Linked DNA regions of Mus musculus: region 1 is linked to region 2. Evidence: chromatin contacts called from public HiChIP or PLAC-seq data. All regions are on one chromosome and are shown on one strand. The core of a region is the stretch at or near the end of the contact, and the rest is flanking DNA. Distances in the headings are between cores, read along the strand shown. Region 1 overlaps Plcb4 (phospholipase C, beta 4). Region 2 overlaps Plcb4 (phospholipase C, beta 4).

Region 1 (6,918 bases), core at 58-2,557, 150 kb before region 2:
CCCAAGAGCCTGAAGTTATTAAGATTTCTGTATGACTCAACTAAGTTTTCTTCAGATATTGCAACCATTTCACATCAGATAAGCGATGAGAGATAAAACTGGGGCTCATAAAAGTCAAGTCAGGAAAACAGCTTCACTGCCTATTAGTTCTAAAAGAATAACTTAAAAAAATACCCTACAACTGTGAGGAGCTTATCAAAACAGTCCATTCCCTTCACAAAGGAATGAGATCAAACATAGCTTAAGGTTTTAGTAGATAGCACAATGAGCTCGTGTTCTTGAGATAAAGTCTTGCACAAGTGCCAAAAATACCTTTGCTTTTCTTCATAACCCTTCCTGTTTCCTGCGACCCTCGTGGGCCAGCTGAATGATGACTTGGGCACAGCTGTGTGTTGTATGTGAGCCCATGAGCCTGGGTTTGCCAACTTAAGTTTTGTAAGTCATGAATTCTAGGATAAATGTAGAGTATGTCCAATATGACTGGGGGATTGAAGCCTGTTGTCTGGCAGTGTGTGAAAGTATTGTCATGTGTTTTTCTTTGTTGGTTTTCTTCTCCCTATATAAAAACATCTTAAGTTCATTTAATTTTTTTGTGTTGTGTGTGTGTTGCTTTTATATGTATGTTCACCGTGTCCCCTGGAACTGGAGTTATGGATGGTTGTGAATATCGTGGGTTCTGGGAACTGAACCTGGGTCCTCTGTAAGAGCTACATGTGCTCTTAACTACTGAGCCGTCTCTACAGCTAGGAAATCGCCATTGATATGCATGCGTTGGAATATTATGATCCTTGATTATAGAAAGGAACTGCCTCAAGTTCACGGAGAACTCGTAATCCAAACATCACCAATAACGACACCATTCTTTAACTTACAAAAAGGAGACCTGGTAAGAGCTTTCTTAAAGCTTACTTTACAGCCAGATATGCAGAGGCTTAGCTTACAGCCAGATATCCAGAAAGAACAACACAGAAGTCTTTTTGGTTAGGTGCCAAAAGGTCTCAGGAGATGTTCTGTTAATAAACAGATCCACTCAGAAGTTGACTCATGCCACACTTCAGGCCCTCTACCTCTGATTATTCTCTGCAGCATCTTGACAGTGCTCTAGAATGTTTTGTCCTTGAAATCATGACTAAATATAACCTTGCTGGTAAGGTTTTCAGCTCTCTTACTCCCATTGCATTTTGTGGGTTTATGTTTTAAAGCAGATGTAATAACTCCAGACACATTCTCAGCCTATTATGAAGACATGTGTTGTAGACATCTCAAGGCTTACATGGCTGCCCACAGAACTGGCACTTCTTGGTACAAGAGGCAAGTCCTAAATTATGCTTAGACAAAATTTGCAGATGCCTCCAGCCTAAAAATAGGGATGATCAGATGCAACTCCAGAAGCCAACAAGCTTTTCCTAATGGCTACCTTCCACACTTAAAACTGCCTTCCCCATATGCCACAGAAACAAAGTGATGAACAATGACCTGACTCTTCAGCACAAGTTTTACAAAGCATTGTTGTAGATTCCTGTCTTCTGAGCAACATGGCTGACATTCTCAACTGTTTGCCTGGGCCAACCCACAAGACATCATCTTGGGTTGACCTGCTTTTGATTTGTTTGTTTTTTTTGTTTGTTTATTTGTTTTTACTAATCTTCCCTCAGAGAAGGAGAGAATCAGGAAGGTGATTGGACCCTCACCTGAGATTTTGGCTACACTCTCCCGTACTTCCCAAACCTGAATGCAATTTTGACTAATTTCACATGGGCTCTGGAAGCTGTGGAAGCCTTACTATGGGCTAAGACACACAAATGGGCATAATTAACTTAAGGAACACCTTCTATGCCATCACCCAGTGAGAGTCATGCGTTTCTGGTGTAGCACCTTTAAGGCCAGTCACCCATGTTCCTATGAGCAATCCTTTATTCATACTCTGTGAGTATGCCTGATAAACTTGTCAGTTCCCCAGAGTTAACACTAACCAATCATACTTTGGATTGTTTGGGGAATATCATAAAGAAGGGGTTAGACAGAAGATAGATATTGTTTACATCTCCCCAGGGAAGAAATTTTCACAATAGGTGTGAAGGTTTGTAAATAGAAACATTCTACAATATATGTATTTCTAGCAAATTTTTTTGTTTTGTTTTGTAGATTGTTTTGTTTTTTGTTTTGTTTTTCTGAGATGTATTTGTTTGTTTGTTTGTTTGTTTGTTTGTTTAACAGCCCTGGTTGTCCTGGTTGTCCTGGAACTCACTTTGTAGACCAGGCTGGCCTCCAGCTGATGGAAATCTGTATGCCTCTGCCTCCATAGTGCTGAGATTAGAGGCATGTACTATTTTCAACATTTTTAAATTATCGACAGATTACCTAATTGTAGGAATATACATTATTGAATATAAGTAGGGGAAATTGAAGTAAGTAGGGGAAATATCTACTTTAAACTACAGGATAATTTCAAAAGCCTGCCACTGCAGTGAGTTATACATGGAACCTCATAATTCTAGGATATACGATTCTCTAGCCACACTTGATCTAGTCTTTGGGCCCCTAGTAAGAGGAATGGATTAGGAGAAATATTTCCCAGTGCTCTTCTGGAATCTAAAGGTAAAAGCCCTTTGTTGTTTATGCTGTTTTCAAGCGTTGGCCAGGGAAAACTCATTAGTGGGTCACACAGAGCAGCGGCTGTCTTCTGTTACTCCACATGTGCAGACAAACTGGGAACTCCAGAAGCCATTTCTCTATTGCCGCAATATGCACATATCAAAATAAAGCAATTTATTAAACTAAAGGTTCTAAGGTTTAGATTCTAAACAGTGCTCTACATTGCTTCTGAATTCTAGCACTAAGAAGACGATATTATTCCAAAGAGGCAAGAATATAGCTGTATTTCCTGAGAGCCACAAAAAGCCAAAACCTGATAATTTAGTTTTGTCTTCAATTCAACAATACACACCAGAGACTAACAACACTCACAAAAATACCCACATCAGAAATAACTAAATTATCTTGAAATAAATATCTTCAGGGTAAGTCTGACTGGCTCTTTAGAGTAATGGCATTATGAAAATTATATATTTTTCAGACACTGAAATTTTCTAAATCATATATATTTATCACAATATGTTATATTTTTATATTTTTCAAAGTTACTCCTACCACACCTGCCCTGGAAGCTTCTTTTTCTCAATGGCTTTCTTAGAAGCAAATAGATTGGTAAAAGGGAAGCAATGATAGGGTAGGTTGCTTTACTGCACTGAAAACCCAACCACTGCCTTCTCCATCTTCTTTCCCAAGCAGAGCAGCATCAAACCAAGGCATGTTAATTTAAATAAGTACTTATTGTCTTTTAGTGTAACACAGTTACCGAGTTTTACCCAAAGAAACTAGGCACGGTGATTTCTACCTGACCTAAAATTAATCTTTCCGAGACCTTAAATGATATGAAAACAACGCACAGTGAAGGATCTGCTTTGACAAGTGTATTAACCTAGTGGATGGCAAGAGGTAGAGAAAAGGCTACGTGATGGACCCCATTGGTCTTGTATCTGTTTCTTGTGGAAATATGCACATCTGCACATACCAGAGCATCACTGTTCGGCAGTAAAGAGTCTCACAGGGTCAATCTCGGAAGTAGGTTCCCTCCGTGAGGAAGCAAGGTAAGCAGTGTAGCATTGGAAGACAGAGGGGTACAGACAGGCCATAGGACAGAGGCACATTTGCCTGTCTTTCCCACCCCCTTCTCTGGAAGCCCAAATGCTGCTGATCACTAGTCCGGTTCTTTAGGTTCTTTATTCCTGACTTATGATTCTTCTTGTGCATTGGAATCTAAGCCTATACTATAGGTTAACTAGCTTCTTTCTAGTCTATCATCTTTTCCTTATTGCTCTCCATCATTAGGGTGTTACCCATTTGGCCTTTCCCTGGTGCCTTGGGAAGGCTAGTCACCATGGTGCTAAAGCTTTCATATACTATCCACTAAGGGCAGACAGTTTTTCTGTACATGGTTTACTCGCTATCTCAGGGGATAGTTTAAATGTTACCATATCTGCTAACTCCTCTCTGGCCACCCATTAAGGAACATCAGAGCATCACCACTGACAAGTCTCTTTCTTGCCTGCTCTGTTTTTCTATTTAACACACATCTTCAGTATGTTTTTATGAATATTCGACTTGTCCCTCAACTAGGATAGCAACTTTACAAATTTTGCTTTCCATTTGCATTTGCCACCCATATGCATGGGGCACAAAGCTGACACTCCATATTGTCTTTAGTGGAATCAATGAACATCTGCTTCTGATCTTTCTACAAAGAAGGAATTAATAAGGGAGTGACTCTGTGACAGTGACCTAAGGTGTTGGTGACCCAGACCAAAACAAAACAAAACAACAACAACAACAAAAACAATTAAATGGAACATTAAAATATACAGTAGAAAAGAACAATATAAAACACGAGAGTTAAATATAGAGTCGTCCTCATCTTTCAGATACTCATTTCTTAATTCTTTTACTGTCCCTGTTAGTCAGGATAATGTGCAGTTTCCCAGAGAGGATTAGACATAGATCCCATGATCAGAATGATAGATGTTGGAAATCATGAGATGTGGGTGGACAGCATCTCAAATGAGCCAACATTTTATAGGCATTTGAAGGTGAGATGACCCTTACCAGGGAAGACCATTCATCTAGTCCTGGAAGGAGAAAGACCTGAAGTAATATAATAAGATGTGGTTAAGGTTTGGTAGATTAGAAGTGTTACCCTTTTCTTCCTGAGAGTTGCAATCACTTCATATACACAGGCCCTGGCCTAGTCCCCATCTATTGGAAGACTGGCCTCAAATCACACAGCGGTCAAGGATGGAAACGCATGGTATCTGAATTTGGCCAATGCTCAGAGGCCTGAATGTATTCTACTGAGGTTAAAGAAGTGAGATATAACTGTCATTTGAAGCAAATGAAATCCCTAAGTACATAGAAGGCTTTGTGGACCATTCTCCTTTCATCCAGCAGTTGTAGGAAGTGAACTTTACTTGTTTCATTCAGAGGGCAAGATGTGCCCCCCACCCTGCATGAATGGCAGTATATTACTAAAAGAGACACTCTTTTGCATGTCTCTGCAGCTTCTCCCATCAAAAGAGGGAGACTATTTCTCTCCATGGCATTACACATGTGCTCAGGCATATGCCCTGTGCTTAGATACACACCTTCTGTTTGGAACACTGCAGGCTGTGGGAAACGATAGCCTCACTCACTCAATCATCACAACTATGGCCCCCAAATCTGTGAACAAGGCCACCTCTTGTCATCTGTTCCTCGATGAACTGGGTCTGAACAGCCAAATCACCTGACCAATAAACCAAGTTATGAGAGAAAAGAAAACCAGGACTGTTTTATAAGTCCATACAACTTCAGAGTAATTTGTAATGCAGGAAACGAGAAATAATATATCTTCACAAACAAGGAAGGAAAAATGAGAAAGAGATTTCTGCAGCCTCTAGAGGTTGAAGGCCTGTGGGGCAGTGGACTGTGCCACCAGACAGAAGAACTGGTAAGGTAGTAGCAAGTTCAGAACCCCAATAACTCTTAGAAGTGAGAAGAACAGGAGTTTGAACTAGTTCCCGACCAGGTTCCTGTCCTGGAGGACATGACCTCTCTACCCCACTAAGAGGACCATGACAACCGGTCAGATAGCATAAAAACTTGATGAAAAAAAAAAAAACTTTATAAAAGGTTTTGCTGGGTATGTTGGCACACGCCTTTAATCCCAGCACTTGGGAGGCAGAGGCAGGCGGATTTCTGAGTTCGAGGCCAGCCTGGTCTAAAGAGTGAGTTCCAGGACAGCCAGGGCTACACAGAGAAACCCTGTCTCAGAAAAAAAAAAAGAAAAAAAAGGTTTTATTTTTGAGTTTTCCATGCTAATGAGGTATCTAGATAGGCCCCAAGTGTTTAGCCAATGAGCTTCCCTTCATCAAGGACAGTCATGGGAGGAGGCCATGGGAGGAGGCCTTTGTCATTCAGAGCCTCACCCAAGTCTCGCCCCTCTTCCAACTGATCCTTACTCCTAGCCTAGCCTGCCTTAGGTCCCTGGAGTTTGAGAACTACAGCCTCCATCCCACCTCAGTGCCCACTGTTTCTCACCTGGAAAAACTCCGAGAGCTGGGACCCCATCTCAGACTGCATTTCACCTTCCCTAAGCTGTAAAGCAGAAATGACCAACAACAAAAGCCCATTCTCAGTACGTTGCACAGAATGATATTGTTAAGGAATACAAACGAGATCCAAGCTGGCTATGGTAAAACATCCCTGTAATTCCAGTACTTGTATTCAGGAGACTCAGCCAGGAGGATGAGAAGTCAAAGGCCATTCTTGCATATAGAGAGAGCATAAGGCTAGATTGGACTGCATAAAACCCTACTGCAAGACAAAATAAAGAAGATCCAGGAAAGGAGAAAGGATCTCCAGGGACTGAAGAGGATGGGCAGTTAGAAACTAGCAAATGATCCTGGGTAGAAATTTGAGAACATAAAATAATAGGATTAATCATCTATCAGTGAATTTTTTTCAAGGAAGCATATAAAACTATAACATCGCCTTCTGGATGACACTAATTACTATGAGCAAACACATGTACTCTTTAGTATGAGCAGCCTGACAAGAAAAAGATCGTGGCTTATTTGTCTGTGACCCTCCCCCCTTCTCTATTCTCTAAACCCAGTCCCTAGCAGTAATAGGCACTTAGCAGACAACCAGAGACTATCTACAAAAGGAGTACATAATCGAATGAGCAATGACACGGAGGCCATTATTCCTCAGGGAAACAAAGCTACATGTCTATGTTTTAGTCTCGATTCCGTTTGATGTCAGGGTTTGCTTTTTCCCAAATTATTCTTATTAATGGATTCTCTTCCCTTCCAAGCAATGAGT
Region 2 (7,714 bases), core at 2,375-4,874:
CTAATCACTCCTAATGAGATCCTGATTTTATTCTTAATTTGATGCACATTCTTTTGTACAGATGCTCTCCAGCTTTCTATGGTCTGACTCTATGATGGTAAAAATTCAATTCAGCAGAAACTGCACCCTGCCTTTTTTTTAATTTGCACCATTTCCCGGGGCTCCCGGAATCAGGACAGCATCAGTGAGTCCAGGCTCCCGGTTAGCCAGGCCATGTACAGCAGGGGTAAGTACCCCGTGTTCAATAGTGTACTATGCTGCCAGTCCGGAAGAGCAGAAAGCTGGATGAATTATAGGCATGATCAACCCACATATTTTCAATTTAGAATAGATGTTTGGAGAGGTAACAACACTGTAAGTCAAAGGGCATCTATCCAAGCTAAGGCTACTTAATTCACTCATTCAGTTCTGCATCCACTCAGCAAGTATCTATGGATTTCTCCCAAAGTCGCAGTCAGCATTCTAGCCCTCCATTGTGCCCTATGTAGCCGCAAATCACTTACTCCTGACCACTGGTCATATGAAAGGCAGCTATGGGAAAATGAGATGTGCCATTGTGGTACAGCAGTTTTCTCCAAGACTGAAACATTACATCCTGCAAGAAAGTTCCTGCAACAGAAAGTGAGCAACTCAAAGCAGTTTCAGAAAGTCCCTTCACTAGGCTCCTCCTTCTAGAAGAGTGACCAGTAAAGACTATTGAAAGTCACTCTCAGACAAGACAAGCCGCAAGGAACACTCTCAGACAAGTCCGACATCCTAAAAGAAGCAGAGATTAGTCAAATTGCCTAAAAGAAACAAAGACCATCCAAGAAGCCTGAAGAGGCTAAGACCTACTGAGCCACCTAAAAAGGATACTCTCCAGTCTGTTGATCTACATACAGGCTAGTCAGTGTGTTCCAAGTCACTGTGGGGATGGACTTTGAGACCCTCCTCCTATACACGTGGGAACCTGTCTTCTCCTGTTTGACTTGGGAGGAAGATGTAGAACTCTTGGCTCCTCCTGCCTTGATGCTGCCTTGCTTCCTGCCTTGATGGCTATAGACTGAACCTCTGAACCTATAAGCCAGCCCCAATTAAATCTTGTCCTTTATAAGAGTTGTCTTGTTCAAGGTGTCTCTTCACAGCAATGGAAACCCTAAGACCGAAACCAACAATAAGCCATAGATTATTCATAAAATTAAGTAGTTAAAACAAAACGGGGTGGAAAGGGAATGACAAAACCCGGGCATTTTTGATAGGGCGGCTACAGACAGCTCTAGGTAGGGAAAAAGAGCATAAAACATACATGATAAGGGAGTCTAAGGCTCTGGAGCAGAATGCTAAGTGCAGGTGGTAAAGCCCTGGGGTAGGAATGAGATGAAACAAGACTGCAGAAGAGCAAGAAGGCGGGGGTAGCTGAGGCACAGGGAACAGAAGGAGGAGCAGGGACTGAATTCATAATTCCTAGTGAGACGTGAGACGTTTTGGCCTAACGGCTTTGTGAAAGTTTTCGATGCCACGTGCAAATTCACATATCCTGAGCTACAAAAGCATTTCCTGCCCTTTGACATATATATATACACTGATCAAATAAGTGGAAATGGGTAAATAATAAATAAACATATGGACTGCAAACCTACTTTAACAGAAGAAGCCAAAATGAAGGCTGAAATATTACATAGTCGTTAAACTGCAAGCACATAAACCTGGTGGGTGCAGAGAATAGATTTCTCCATGTGAGAACTCCAAAAGAAGCCACAGGAAACCTACTGGAGCAAACGGAAGAGTTCAGCAGGTTGCGGGAAAAGATGGAGAATTACGGGCATATACATGGGGCAAGAATACAAAAATTAAAATAGAAATGAAAATGGAGCCTCGAGAGCAGCTCCTTTGGAGGTACAGAAAATGGAGAGGTATAAAGAAACTGAATCGCGTTTCTAGCATGCTTGTAATTTACATTTTTGTTCATAGAATAGTTAAAGCCATGCACACAGCATTCTCATGTCACCTAGAGCATAATAACATCAAAAATGGAGTTGTAAATGATGAGTATTTAAGTACTTAAGCCACCACATTTTCAACTACAAATGTGTAAGGTCCTTATGGAGGGCCAGAAATGCCCAGAAGTCTGTCGGTGGCTTTGCCAGACACCAGGACCATGAAGAGCTTTCTTCTTTTCCAAACTCCTGTAGTGCTTTTAAAGTAGCATTAACAATCTACTAAAGCAGGCATACTACAAGCCTGAAAAAACACCAGGTGCAGAGTCTAAAAATCACACTTTAAAATTGTAATTTAGGATAAACTTCATTAATGCTGAGCAGCAGCCGATCACACACACGACCGTGTGCTAGGATGCAACCCCATCGGATGTAAAGAACTCTTATTCATTACAATAGATTTACATTTTAATCATACCGTCCACGGCTTTCTAAAGTCTACTATGAACAGAGAATGAGAGTATGGAAGCACCTTCAGCGGTGACTAAAACACGACACCTCATTTACGAAACAAGACTGTCTTCACACTGCAGCTGTACGAGAACTTTTGGGGCTCTTCAGGTTTTGATTTATTACTCAGAGGTTTACAAAAAAAGAACATAGTCAGATTTTAGGAAATTTTAATATAATTGTAAGTTTTCATATAGACCACAAACTCATAGTTCTCAGTGAAGGAGTCAACCCTCAGAACAAGGTTCACATCTCAAAATGAGGGTAGGTGTAAAAAATAAAGTCCACCACCTTTGTTCAAGCAAACAAAGACCTTCAAAGGCTACCTCTGGTGATGGGTGCCTGGCAGGGAGAAAGGAGCTGGCCAGATGTCCTGTGAAATTCACTGTCATCAGGCGGCTTCACAGCAAAGCATTAACCATCAGCTCACCTTCTCCAGGCAGTAGAACCCTGCCCAGGCTTGTCACAAGCTTAGTTAGGCAAGAAGTGCCCCCTCTGCAATTGTACACCTCGACTGGACAGGAGCAAATGTCAGGACGCCTTAGGAAGCTGTGTGAACTCTCCCCAGGTCCCACCAAGGGTTCTGGACAGCTGCCCGGCGGGAGAGGCAAGGGACCCCTAACCTGGGTAACTGGGTCTTGTTACTCCTCTGGTTAACTCTTCTTACAGTCATGACTCATTCACGGGCTGAATATTAAATAGAAGGGGAGGTCCTGATGTAACCCCACATGTAGTATTTAACACTCCTTCCTCCCAAAGCAGTGAGCTCAGACTCTCACTACCCTCCGACATGCTCGCTCGGTATCACCTCCGAGCATCGACTTAGGCCATTTACTTTCAGCTTCTTCAAATGGGGTCAGTATCGTATTCGTGCTCTAAGCATCGCTATCTTCCTATCTCTCCACAGAACCTAACATCTGTTCACCCCCCATCTGAACAGAATGCGTATTTCAAAGGGTCCTCTGTCAGTCCCAGACTGGTTTATTAGAAGTCCTTCCTGGGGATAGTGTGGTAGTAGCAACCTTTAATCACACTGATCTGGAGGCAGAGGCAGGGGTTCTCTGTGAATCGGGGCAACCCTTGTGTGGAGGAAGAAGAGGAGGAAAAAAATCTCAACGCACTTCCCTCTCACTCTTGCTGAACACAAAGCTCGGTGGGGTAGCCAGTCATGCCCGGCTCTGTGCTTGGCATTCTCCTGACAGGGACACCAATGAATAGAACTCATATTGATGCAATAGAAGTAACAACCTGGAGGCGCTGAAAACTGTCCAGAATCAAACAAGGGTTTAATTATGTTTGAGACTGTTTTAGCAATTTGGAATATTAGAATACTTAGCAATTTAGATTATTAAGAAACAAATAAAATTAAGCATTTTAGCAATTTTGATTATGATACCCCCCAAAAAAATCTTACAAAGGTAATTAAAGTATCTAGCAAGATATGATTTCCCCACAATGCGCGGTATTTCCTGCCATTTCTTTAGACATCCAGACCTATACCACAGCTGGCAAGCACAGGGGCAGAGGCTAGCAGGCAGTCTTTGAATGCAAGGACACAAGAGTGGCGCGCTTGCGCAATCAGAACTCCAAGTTCCCTCCCCTGCCTCCCAGGGAGGTCCTGATAGAATGTTCCCTTGGGGGGCTGCCAGTTTTGTGTTGCTATCTGAGGAAGCTGGGAGGTGCCCACGAGCTAACACAGCCGAGTTCCAATGCCAAAATATTTCAGGCATTTTAATTTTTATTACAATTTAAACGGACCTCAGAATAGAAGAAAACTTGCCTCCTGAACTTTACTTTTGTTTAAATGAGCCTATTAATTTTCCTTCTGAGCACTGGGGTTGGCATTCCCCCCCCCCCGCCCCCCGAAACTGGTGTGTGTAAGACCTCAGCCCCTCCCCCATGCAGTTCTCCTTGCTGGTGCAGGGATCCCAGCGGCTTGAGACTTTTCAGCCTTCAATCCCTTCAGAAAGGCCTGCCTTTGTGGAAAAGACAAAAACCTTATACTTAACACACTGAAAAGCTGAATTTAAAAGGGGGCTGGAAGGGGGGGAGGAGGAGGAGGAAATTGTTCTAATTACAGGGAGAGCTTGTACATGCAAATGTAGTTTTCCTTGGGGAGATCTGCATGTTCTTAATAAGGAATCCCCAAGCCAAAGTACACATTAAGCTTTTCCTCATCTTTAAAGCGATGCTCTTGCCCAGAAACCGTACAGGAAAGCAGTCTCTGAATGTGCTCTAGGCCTGGCCCAGAGCTGCTGCTTATGAAAGAAAGGCCTTTATGAAGTGTTTTGTGATGCTCAAAAGGTACACTGTCATCCCTAAGGAATGAGCAATACAGTAAAATGTTTGCTTCAACAGCAGTTTATCTAAACCACTCTTGGTCAAGGGTATATACATTTTATAAATGAGTCTCAAATGCTGAGCGCTGCCAATCAGACAAGAACTGGCCACAAATTCTGGGAAGAGGAAACACTCAAGGACAACTCTGTGATAACAGCGTCATTAAGGACTACGTAGCAGGGACATCCAAAGTGAGACCCATTTTTAATTTGGTCTAAGTACAGTGCAATGGACCTTTGCAGTGGAATGTGATGGTCTCTCATGCACTCTGGAGGCTGAGGCAGGAGGACCACAGATTAAGAGGTCTATAACTATATTGCATGAACTATATTGGGAGGCAAAACCTTGTCCCAAAATAATTTTTTATCTATTTTGTTTTTTAAATGATGAGTTTGTATCTGTGTATGAGTATGTGTACTGGACTTCAGGTGCCCACAGAGGGCAGAGATATTTGATTTCCCAGAAAATGTAGTCACAAGCAGTAGTGTGTCACCAAATGTGGGTACTGGAGTCAAACTGAGTCATCCGTAAGAGCAGTACTGACCATGAACAATTAGCCATCTCTCCAGCCCTGCCTAAATAAACCACTCTTAAATAGCAGATAATTGAGCTCCATGGTTAACTGATAAGTAGGGTCCAAGCCCATTGTTGAGAAAAATAGTGTTTCCATTTGAGATCTGAAGACCCCGGTGTGATGGCATAGCCTCTAACCCCAGTTCTCAGAATGCTGAAGGCGGAGACCTGCAACCTCCAGACAAAATGGAGGTACTTTCAAATACACTGGATTGGATTTTTTTTCTTTTGATAGTCAACTTTAAGAAAAGGGTGATGCTAATACTTCCCAGCAATGATGAACACTACAGACATTAACTGAGTATTTCAGGACATTAACTGAGTATTTCTATCTAGTTGACATTGAACACACTGCAAAAGCAACAGGTGATTCCCACATGGAAGAATCCTAAAGTTGGTTCACTCCAACAGGCTATTCCTATAACTACAAGAAATAAAATTTTCTTAATGAGCTACTGACTGGAAAACTGTTTACAAAAAAATTTTTTTTTCTTTTTTTGTCAGACATTTTCAATGCAAACAAGTTAGCAGTAGCTTTGGGCACTGAACCCCACAAGCTAACACAGCAGTTGTCTAAACTAAAGGAGTGTGTGTGTGTGTGTGTGTGTGTGTGTGTGTGTGTGTTCGCGAGCGAGAGAGAGAGAGAGAGAGAGAGAGAGAGAGAGAGAGAGAGAGAGAATACACTGAGTAGAAACATATTATCCCTCAGAACTTTCAAGATGACCCTAGAAGGCTGAAATAACCAGTTAGGCTACAGCTGTTTGGTATCTCCTTTGAAAAGTGGGAGAGCCCAAGCATTCTGAGGAGAGTAGCTTTGAGTCTGAGGGTGTGTCTGAGAAGGGTGGGTCTAAGGAGTTAGTTCTGAGGAGGTAGGTCTGGGGAGGGTGGGTCTGAGGAGATAGGTCTGAGGAGGGTGGGTGTGAGGAGGCAGGTCTGAGGAGGGTGGGTGTGAGGAGGCAGGTCTGAGGAGGGTGGGTGTGAGGAGGCAGGTCTGAGGAGGGTGGGTGTGAGGAGGCAGGTCTGAGGAGGGTGGGTGTGAGGAGGCAGGTCTGAGGAGGGTGGGTGTGAGGAGGCAGGTCTGAGGAGGGTGGGTGTGAGGAGGCAGGTCTGAGGAGGGTGGGTGTGAGGAGGCAGGTCTGAGGAGGGTGGGTGTGAGGAGGTGGTTCTGTTTATCTCTTTATATTGTCCCATGAGAGATAGTATAGTGAATAAATCATATTTTCCAGGACATTTCTATGTAGCTCAGCAATAATAATTTGAAAGATTTAAAACCTAGGTTTTCAAGCTTCATGGCAATAAATACTAATTACAGCAGAAGTGTTTCAATCAGAAAGTTGTTTCACATATATTCAACTATCATTTTACTATGAGCTCGTTTAAATATATAAAACTCCAAACACTATATATGGCCTTGTATTGTATGTCAACCTTAAACGCCTCTTTTATTTCTATGCTGAGTTTCAATTTTTTCCACCAATTAACATACCGTAAAAAGCATAGCACTAATCAGTAAAACGCCCACTTACTGATCACAGAGATGCTGGGATCCTTCTTTGCTGACACTTGTCCAAAACCCCCAATGCCCGATTCATAGGACCTCAACAACTGTAAGAGTTTAACCTGCTCAGCACTTAGCAGAACTCCTCGGGGACAACACAAAGTCAGAGAACAATCACCAGGAGACTAAGATCTTGGACCCATAATTGAAAACTCCCTGGCAAGAACGGAGATAATATTTATGTACGAGTGAGCTCCATCCATCTGTGCCTGGCACACAAATCTCTCCCTGTGTGTTCTGTATGATGCTGATGCCGAAAAACCGCTATCTTCACTGCGTCCTTCCCTTATTTGATAAGTTCTAGAATGCGTATGTGTATTGTGGGCTTATGTGGTGAAGGGGCGAGGATGTCAAGCCAAGCAACAATAACAACTCCATAACACCCCCCTAAGGCACCATTTTAGCTTCCAGTTCGGCTCATTTTAAGACAGGGCATGAATTCCCTACGAGCAAATGGTTGGATTTTCCTTTCTAACCAGAGGCTCTGTTAAAATCATATTTTCAAGTTTTACTTTAATATTTTTATTGATATTTTGTAGAAAAAGGGCCAGAACTGTGATGTTTGTTTTCTTTTAACAAATCAACTGGTCAATGGGGGTGGGGTGGGGGACTCATGAACAACCATGTTCTTCCGGTAGCAGCATGTTCTAGACATTTCTGGCTCAGGGCCCAGAGACATAAATAAACACTGTGTTTTAAGCAACAGGGAAACTACTTATGTACAAAGATGTGTATTTTACATATTTGGTCAGGGCAAAGTTATTGTGAACGGAGTTAAGTGCAGTTATGTTGTTGTTATTGTGCTTTGTTTTGGGCA

Evidence for each region. HiChIP or PLAC-seq counts read pairs in DNA pulled down with a chosen protein or histone mark.
Region 1: an H3K27ac HiChIP or PLAC-seq map of heart atrium shows a contact between it and region 2, with 6 read pairs. The contact joins two enhancer-like sites. A contact is called at or near these places in 1 of 39 promoter capture datasets (the 3T3-L1 cell line), 3 of 484 Hi-C or Micro-C datasets (the 3T3-L1 cell line, 3T3-L1-derived adipocytes and nephron progenitors) and 2 of 115 datasets of contacts at active chromatin or transcription factors (heart atrium and vascular smooth muscle cells).

The regions. Positions count from the first base shown.
Region 1 is chr2:135,856,115-135,863,032 of GRCm38.p6, reverse strand. All of the region lies in intron 3 of Plcb4 (phospholipase C, beta 4), which reads right to left. Among named protein-coding and RNA genes, the nearest start is that of Gm14210, 47 kb to the right of the region's middle. Within about 2 kb of position 1,307, at least 24 of the 459 cell types and tissues checked have an H3K27ac peak or open chromatin away from gene starts, as enhancers often do. A contact at or near this core is called in heart atrium, where this site is marked.
Region 2 is chr2:135,708,406-135,716,119 of GRCm38.p6, reverse strand. All of the region lies in intron 1 of Plcb4 (phospholipase C, beta 4), which reads right to left. Among named protein-coding and RNA genes, the nearest start is that of Plcb4, 53 kb to the right of the region's middle. Within about 2 kb of position 3,624, at least 150 of the 459 cell types and tissues checked have an H3K27ac peak or open chromatin away from gene starts, as enhancers often do. A contact at or near this core is called in heart atrium, where this site is marked.